Linked DNA regions of Anas platyrhynchos: region 1 is linked to region 2. A link is a contact called in public Hi-C data. All regions are on one chromosome and are shown on one strand. The core of a region is the stretch at or near the end of the contact, and the rest is flanking DNA. Distances in the headings are between cores, read along the strand shown. Region 1 holds the start of PBX1 (PBX homeobox 1). Region 2 overlaps PBX1 (PBX homeobox 1).

Region 1 (4,148 bases), core at 1,349-3,848, 90 kb before region 2:
GTAAGGATTCACAGGGCAGGAGACTGGTTTTCATCCTGTGGTGTAGGCATCGGGGGGTGATGGTGGGGAGATGCTTCCCTCGTGCTCAGAGAAAGAGTGTGCTTGGCCTCAATTTCCCAGGGCTTCGCTCCGCCACGGTAATGGTGCATTAACAACAGCTTGATTTTCATTCAATAAATAATAGGAATTATGTCATGCTGGAGCCAAGACTTTAAACAAGAGGCTCCCGTAAACGTTTTCTTCAGGAATCCGTGATAAACCAAAGCCAGTGTCAGACGTACTCCCAGGGAGCAGGGCCGGCAGACTTGGACCCTGTCCATCTGCTTCGCCATTGAAACAAAACCACTTTATAATAACCACAGAGGGGAGGAAGCGACGCAGCTTGGCATATACACTTATACTATGTGTGGTGGAAATGTTTATTCTTTATTTCAGGAAGATTTAGTGGGTGTAGAGATAATAGAGCACAGCGCTTGCTTGTGTCTTGGGGAAGGAGGGGTGGTGGCGTTCGGGCTTTAAGGGAGTCCAGTGTCGGCTCCCGGGGGGAATATTTTCGGTAATACCTATTGCAGTCTCAGGCACTTGGAAGGCAGAAGGAGACAGTGGGATGAAATGTGCTTTTCGGGAGAGGCGTTGTAAAGGCCCCAGGATTAGTTATTTCTGACAGGAGGGATTTTACAGACTCCGGTAGACGGCAGAGGCAGAGTCCTGGCCGTTCCCAATTACTCCTCCAAGGCCCCGTGCTGGATGCCTCCTGTGGAGCAGCTCGGGCTGCGGCATCCCCCTCCCCGTGAGATGCCATGGGGTGAGCCTTGGGCTCACCCACCCCACAGACAACTCCTCTTGCCCCCATGTGAGCCTCATCTCCTACCCATGACGGCTGCCCTAAGGGTCTTCTGGCTCCCGCTGCCTGGCATCTACCCAAAACGCTGCAGGACCATGCTGTGACTTTGGAAACGGGGAAGGATTTGCAATAGAAGAGTCTGTGGGGTCAGCAGACCACGGCATCCCACCCCGTGTGCCCCGCTGCCCCTGGGGTGCTGCTGTCTGTCCCCACAGCCTGGCCTGTCGCAGCGCTCCCCGTTTTGTCGTGCACGTGGACCTCTTGCTGCGCTTCCACTCCCTGGGGCTGCTCAAGATCAAACCCAAACCCTGTGCTGACCTCTGGGGATGGGAGAGTCCCTGCCAAATTTTGAGACAGCGTACGTCTAGACTTGGTGTGCGAGCAAGGGAGTGAAGAGATGACTAAGTGTCTGAAAGTTTGGGCCTTTGGAGAGAAGTCCCTTGGCTCCTGGTTCCTTGGATCAAGTTCCATTTCCTGTGGAGCCATGGAGATACTGGATATTTTCTCCCGTTTCTTGGCCTTTTTGAAAAAGTAAAAAAAAATATATAGATCTGTCTTGGGTGAGGAAACAAATTTTTGAAAAATTTTGGCAAGTCGAGGATCAAAAAAAACCCCCGTGTTGAGTGAAACATTTCATAGCGACAAAAATCAAAACATCTCACTTTGCCTTCAACCGCTTTAAAACATTTTAATGGGTTGAAAGGAAATTTCAAAATGGAAAGTCATGTTTTGCTTCAAACACTGGAAAGTGTTTCATTAACGAGGAAGAGCAGAAGCAAAACAATTGCCTTGTTTTTTTGTTTTATTTCCAATCAATTGGACGGCTCCGTCCCCGACCTGCACCGAGGTCAGGGGCTGTGTCCCCTTACGGTACGAGGGACCTGGAGCTTGGCAGCCCTCGCGTCTGATGAAGTCACCTCCCAAGCAGGAAGCTTTTCTGATCACCCTAACTCCCTTTTACATCTTTTTAATACAACTTTGCAGGCTTCAGCTGGCCCTGCTCACCCGCTGGTGCCTCCAGAAGTATTTCTGGCCACGTGGCAGCCTTGGGTCTGGGATAACGCAGAGAGGGGCTGGTGAAGCCCTTCACCTCCTTGTGTGCCGTGACACCACGACAAATAGACCTGAATTATGGTCTCTGTGGGCTTGGGATCTCTGCTGGCTTCCCTTGCCTTGAGGATGTATGGTTTGGGCTGCAAAATCAGGTGTGGGACCATCTGGTTCCATGTTTTTAGGTTGTGGCAGAGGATCAGGAGGCGAGGAGATGCTGTGGGTATATCCTCGGCCTTGCCCCGCTGCCCCAGCAAACCCCAGTTCTTTGTGTCCCTGAGGGTCCCTTGTGGCTGGGGACAAGCTGGTGGCTGTGCTTTGGGGGTGGCTGTGCTTTAGGGACAGCTCTGCCTCACGGGGATGAGGTGAGGTGAGGGGCGCCGTGAGCCCCCTCAGGGGCCGTGTGGGTTCGCTGTGGCGTTCCGGGGAGGATCTCAGCCGCCGGCTGAGCGCCTCCAGGCAAAGCCAGGAGAAGAAAGGAGAAGGAGGAGGAGGAGGAGGAGGAGGAGGAGGAGGAGGAGGAAGGCCGTGGGCGCTTTAAGGCGCGGGCGGGGCGCGGCCCCCGGCCCACCTCTGAACCCGGAGATTGACGGGGGGGCGGTGCGGGCGGCGGGGCCGGGCCTTCCCTCCGCAGCCGCCAATGGGGCCGGGGGGGCGGGGAGCAGCGGCGGCCCCTTCCTCCCCTCCTCCTCCTCCTCCTCCTTCTCCCTCCTCCTCCTCCTCCTCGGGTTCCTCCGTGCCACTTTGAGGAGTCCGGAGCCGAACAAAAGCAGGCGGCGAGGGCCGGGGCCGGGGGGGGCTGCGGTGCGCGGAGGCCCGGCCGGGGAGGGGGCAGCCCCCGCTGCCGCCCACCTCAGCGCTGCCGGCGGCCACGCAGCCCCGAGCCCGGCCCGGAGGAAGGGAAGAAAAAAATTAAAAAAAATAAAAATAAAAAGGGGGCAAAGTTTGGAGCCCGCCTGGCTCCGGCGCTGACAGCGCCCCGCTGGGATCCGGAGTGACTCCGGAGCGGCTCCTGCCCCGCCGCCCCCTTTTGGAGTCGCCGCCGTTTCCCCTCCCTTCCCCGGAACCCCCCCTCCTTCCCTCCCTCCCTCCTTCCCTCCCTCCTCCTCCTCCTCCTCCTCCTCCAGCAGCCGAAGGGATTTTTTTTCCCCCCTTTCTTCCCTCTCCTCTCTCTCCTTTTTTTTTTTTTTTTAAATTTTTAAATTTTTTTCTATTTTTTTTTTTCTCCTCCCCGCCGCCGAGCTGGAAGCCTGAAGGATCAATAACAATAAAAAAAAAAAAAAAGCAGCGCGAAGAGGAAGAGGAGGAGGAGGAGGAGTGTGTGCAGGGAGGTGGGGGGGGAAGACACGAAGCAAAAGAAGAAGAAGAAGAAGAAGCAAAGCGAGCGAGGAGCCGAGCCCAGGCGGCGGGGCCGGAGATGGACGAGCAGCCGCGGCTGATGCACACGCACGGCGGGGTGGGGATGCCCGGGCACCCGGGCCTGTCCCAGCACATGCAGGATGGACCAGGCGGGGCGGAGGGGGAGGCAGGCAGGAAGCAGGACATCGGAGACATCTTACAGCAGATCATGACCATCACCGACCAGAGTTTGGACGAAGCGCAGGCCAGGTGAGGCTCGCCGGGGGGGGGACACATGGATACACACACACACGGACACACAGCCGGGATAATTTGGGGGCAGGTGCCGGGGAAGTTTGGGCGCCCAGCAGCTCTGCCGCCGCCTTTTGTGCGCCCCCGGCTCGCCCTTTGTTGGCCGCCGGGGGGCAGCCCCGGAGCCCCCCCCCCCTTAGCCCTGCTCCGAGCCCTGCCGGGGGAGATCGGGGCCGGGGGGGGGGGGCGGCTCCGGGCATTGTTCGGAGCCCTAAGGGCTGCCCCCCCCCTCTAGGCAACTTTGGGGCAGTTTCGGGGCTTTGAGGAGCCGTCCTGGAGCGGGCGAGGAGTGGATCCCCTCCGGATCCCCTCCGGATCCCCTCTGGATCCTGCAGGAGCTGCGGGTCCCACCGCTGGGGCCCTCCTCCCGCTGTTTTTCAGGCCGTGCTTTTGTGCTCAGAAAGCGTTGCATAGATCCTTTTTTATATATTTTTTAATTATTATTATTTTTAATTGCAGAAGTAATTATTAAAAAAAAATAAGGCTGCGAAACGCAGCAGCCGAAGCGCCCTCGGCTCGGAGCAGAGCGCGCCCAGCAAAAGTTAGGGGAGGGGGGAAAATTCTCCCAATTCAAAATCTCCCACCCCAAAGCGCCTTTCGAAGC
Region 2 (3,956 bases), core at 385-2,884:
CCATCCAGATGCAGTTGAAGCAAAGCACGTGTGAAGCCGTCATGATCTTGCGCTCCCGATTTCTGGACGCACGGTAAGGTCGCTCGCCCACGCCTTTCTGCATGGCCACTGCGCAGCCTTGGAGAGGTGTCTGAGCTTCAGGGGGGAATCGAGGAGGATTAGAAGGGTAGGGGCTCCCGATCTTGAGCCCCAGGGACTGTTCATCCTCTTTATCCTTTAGTTTGGGGCTCAGCAAGGGAGGGGAGAGAAATACAAGACATTCAGCCCGTGCCATTTTTTCTCATTTTGATGTGACAAGGAAGTATCTACAGCTGCTTTCTCAGCACAGAGCTTTGCAGAGTAGTGCTGACATCTTCAGCCAGGGCAGCCAGGTGTCAGGAGTCACCTTCCCAGCTGTGGGAGCTGGGTGCCAGTGTTAAGAGACTTCTGCAGGCTGAAGGATGCAGTGATAATTTGAAGAGACTTTCTTTGGAAGGTGTTGAGAGAGTAGTCACCTGCAAGGTGCAGATGGGAAGCTTCTTGGCCATGAGTCCCTTGCATCCAGGAGAAAGGGAAGGAGGGAGGGAAATGGAGAAAGTCAAAGCATCTAAAATTGCATTCCTGTTTCTGGACCCCGGCACTGATTTCCTTTTCCTTCTGTTTCCCTTTCCTTCTTTCTTCACCCTAAGGCGGAAGAGACGAAACTTCAACAAGCAGGCTACGGAAATCCTGAATGAGTATTTCTATTCCCATCTCAGCAACCCTTACCCCAGTGAGGAAGCCAAAGAAGAGCTAGCCAAGAAATGCGGCATCACAGTCTCACAGGTGAGAGATCCCAGAAATACAGCAAAGGCTGCTGAAGGAAACCTTGACATGTCGAAGGGAACTTCAGACCTCCCCAGTGTGAAACAATGAATTACTAAATGGGTTTAGGGCAGGCTAGTGCAGTGGATAGGAGAGTAGACAGCAGTCTTGGCAGGATGAAGCTGGGGATGGAGAAGGAAAGTCTGGGAGAGAACTTGGGAGGGATGCAGACCTAACACAGTAAGGTCTGTGTGTGTAGCCAAGGGGTTAACAGCACAGGAACAATTCAGCAAGAAGCAGTCTTCTCCTCCGGGAATCAGTGCTGGTTTGCAAGAAGAGCTTATTTGAGCTGAAAGTCCCTTCTATGAAGGCAGTAAGAAGAGTCGAGCAAAGTTTGCCTGATGAGGTTGAAGGAGCAAGGTCCTGGTGGGAAGGGTTGGGGTCAAACAGGCTGATGGTTGTGGTTTGTGCCCAAGGAGGGTGGGCTTCCCCAGGTCGTTTCTCTTTGTTGTTACTCCTGTGCTGCTGAGCATCACATCTCCCCAACTTGCCTATCCTTCAAAGAAAGGCATTGATGAAGACAAATGGAATTATTTCCATACATTTGAGGCAGCCACGTAGTTCCTGCAGTCTGTTCTGACCTGCGAGCTGCTGGGATCTGTGAGGGGAACAGTCAGTACTCGAATTGTTCAACTGTTCATTACTCAGGCCTGCCCTTCTTCATTTCTTCACTTTTTGGAGCAAGCTGAACGACTGAGAGCCAGCAAATTGCCTCTGGTAGTCTTGTCCTCGTGTGAGCTTAGCACTCCCTCCAGGCTCCTGTTGCATTCCTCGTCTTGGGCCTCTTTCCAGCCCCAAGGCACATGCCTGTTCATCACTTGAGTAAACTGAAGACAGCAGTAGCATCTGGTGTCCTTGTGAGAGCATGTCTGCCTTCAGCAGGAGCAGCAGCATCCGAGGGTAGGTGTCGTCACTGTGCTGAATGCCTGCTGAGTGACTCCGACTGCATCCCCCGTGCCAGAAGACCCAAACGCTGATTCTCCTCGGAGTTACCTGCGAGAGGCCGCACGTATTGGCTCCAGGAAAGCTACAGCTGTCCTGATGCTTCCCCTCTCACTTTTAATTCATCTGTTCGCACTTACAACTTCTCCCTCGCCAAGAGAAAATGCCCAGGAGAAATGCTGTGCTTATCAACCACGTGGGGAGGCTGCGAAGGAGGACGTGGGCATTAGTGAGGAAGCTGGGCCGAGCAGGGGAACGGGGCTCCTGACAAGCAGTGCCTGCTCCTGGGGCCATTGAATATTCGCTCCCAGATCTGGCTGGGGTGCTGATTTATTACTTCTTGCCACCCTGGGGTCTCTGCGTGTTGTATTTCTTTTTCCTGCACTGCAGCAGCACGGGATTGGGTGCGTGCAATTCAGTAGCAGGTAAATGGGCAGATGAAGGCACCTCTATAGAAGTCACTGAGCACTCTATAGGATCATAGAATCATTTAGGTTGGAAAAGACCTCCGAGATCATCAAGTCCGACCATTTACCTGGCACTGCAGACAGAAAACATCATAGGAATAAATCTTACAGGGTTCAGTTATTGACACTGCTCAGCAGCAAGCAAGCGAGAAAGTCCTCAGAGTCCCACTAATGGGGTTGATCAGTTCGGAGTCCCAGCTCCAAGCAATCCCAGGCAGGGTGGAGGTCCTGTGGGACAGTGACAGCATCCTCTGGCATTTGTCTGTCTTTGTCATCCTGTTAAGCTTTCTAAAACAAGGTGAGGGGTGGCTGCAAGTTGATTTCTGCTTCGAGACCTGTACCCAGGAAGACATCCCCCTGCTTCCCCATGTCCAGTGTCATCAGAGAAGCTGAGAGCGGCATCCCAAACTCGAGGCTGAATCTTCCCCACCTCTCTGGAGTTGTTGACAGCAACATAGCGGCCGCAAATGAACAAGTTCAGCAGCATTAGGGCCGATTTGGGGAACGCAGAGCTCATGGTGCTTCAGGAAGTAACCTGAATTTGCTCTTTGCTGCACTGCTGACATGCAGACTTTGGGATGTGTATCCAGACACCCAGCAGGGACACATTTCTTCCCTGGGACTGATGTTAGGTCTTGGGATGAGCCCCATGCTCCCCGTGCAGCCTCACCCTGAAGGTGCTCCGTGCTCCCAGGCTAGCTCTCAGCTTGCTGAATCACAGAGAGCAGAGCTTGGCTGGGTGAAAAGCATTCACTTCCAGCATTTTGCGCTGATTTCACTTCGATGGGTCAAAAAGCGGAGCATAGATGATATCAAGGCAATTTTGTGCATCTGCCAGGCCTGAGTAAATTCACTGAGTATTTTTCCTTCTCTAAAAGGAGGAGAAAATGCATCTGGGAAGAGAGGGAGGAAGCACATTGCACTGCTGGCCCTGTCAAAGGGATGCTGTGAAGAAGGCAAATACAAAGCACCAAAAAGAACCGTGCTCATTTTCAAATCCTGCAATTTCAGGACTTTCTCATTTTTTTTAAAACCCATCTGATATTTTTGTGGGGTGGGTCTAGCAGTTCCTACAGAGGGTTCCCTCGATGGCAGTCCGATCTGCAGAGGAACCAGATGTATCCGCACAAACGTGGTGATCCCAGGAGGGTCCCGCTGTCTTTCCAGGGGCTGGGATGGCACACACAGGTAGAAGGTGCTCCCCCATGGCTAATCAAACTGGGGAAAAAAGAAGGTGATGCACTGCTTACCCTGAACTAATCCTCATTCCTCACCCAGCCACAGTTTCCAGAGCAGAAACGTTAACGTCTTTGTCTTCTCTCAAACTCGCTCTAGGTATCAAACTGGTTTGGAAATAAGAGAATCCGGTACAAGAAGAACATAGGTAAATTTCAAGAGGAAGCCAATATTTATGCTGCCAAAACGGCTGTCACGGCTACCAATGTGTCAGCCCATGGAAGCCAGGCTAACTCACCCTCAACTCCCAATTCAGCTGGTTAGTTTTTGTTTTTGTTTATTTTGGGTTGTTAGTGTTGTTTTTTTGTTTGTTTTCCCCCCCTCCCTCTAATCACTCTCATTTTCTCCTTTGGGTTATTTCAGTTTTTGTTTTCTGGTTTCGGTTGGTTCATTTTTGTGGTCTTAAAAAAAAAAAAAAAAAGAAAAAAAAAAAAAGAGATGGGTTTGGTTTTGGGGTTTGTTTTGGGG

What was found. A called contact is a pair of places that touch in the nucleus more often than the background predicts.
Region 1: a Hi-C map of subcutaneous adipose tissue shows a contact between it and region 2, with 1.9 times the contacts expected there. The contact joins the promoter of PBX1 here to the enhancer-like site in region 2. A contact is called at or near these places in 2 of 8 Hi-C or Micro-C datasets (skeletal muscle and subcutaneous adipose tissue).

The regions. Positions count from the first base shown.
Region 1 is chr8:17,748,734-17,752,881 of IASCAAS_PekinDuck_T2T, reverse strand. PBX1 (PBX homeobox 1) reads left to right here and starts at 2,598. Exons shown (of 9, transcript XM_027463507.3): 1 at 2,598-3,502. The coding sequence starts at 3,312.
Region 2 is chr8:17,658,184-17,662,139 of IASCAAS_PekinDuck_T2T, reverse strand. It overlaps PBX1 (PBX homeobox 1), which reads left to right. Exons shown (of 9, transcript XM_027463507.3): 4 at 1-73; 5 at 669-804; 6 at 3,588-3,747. Among named protein-coding and RNA genes, the nearest start is that of LMX1A, 74 kb to the right of the region's middle. Within about 2 kb of position 1,634, at least 1 of the 8 cell types and tissues checked has an H3K27ac peak or open chromatin away from gene starts, as enhancers often do. A contact at or near this core is called in subcutaneous adipose tissue, where this site is marked.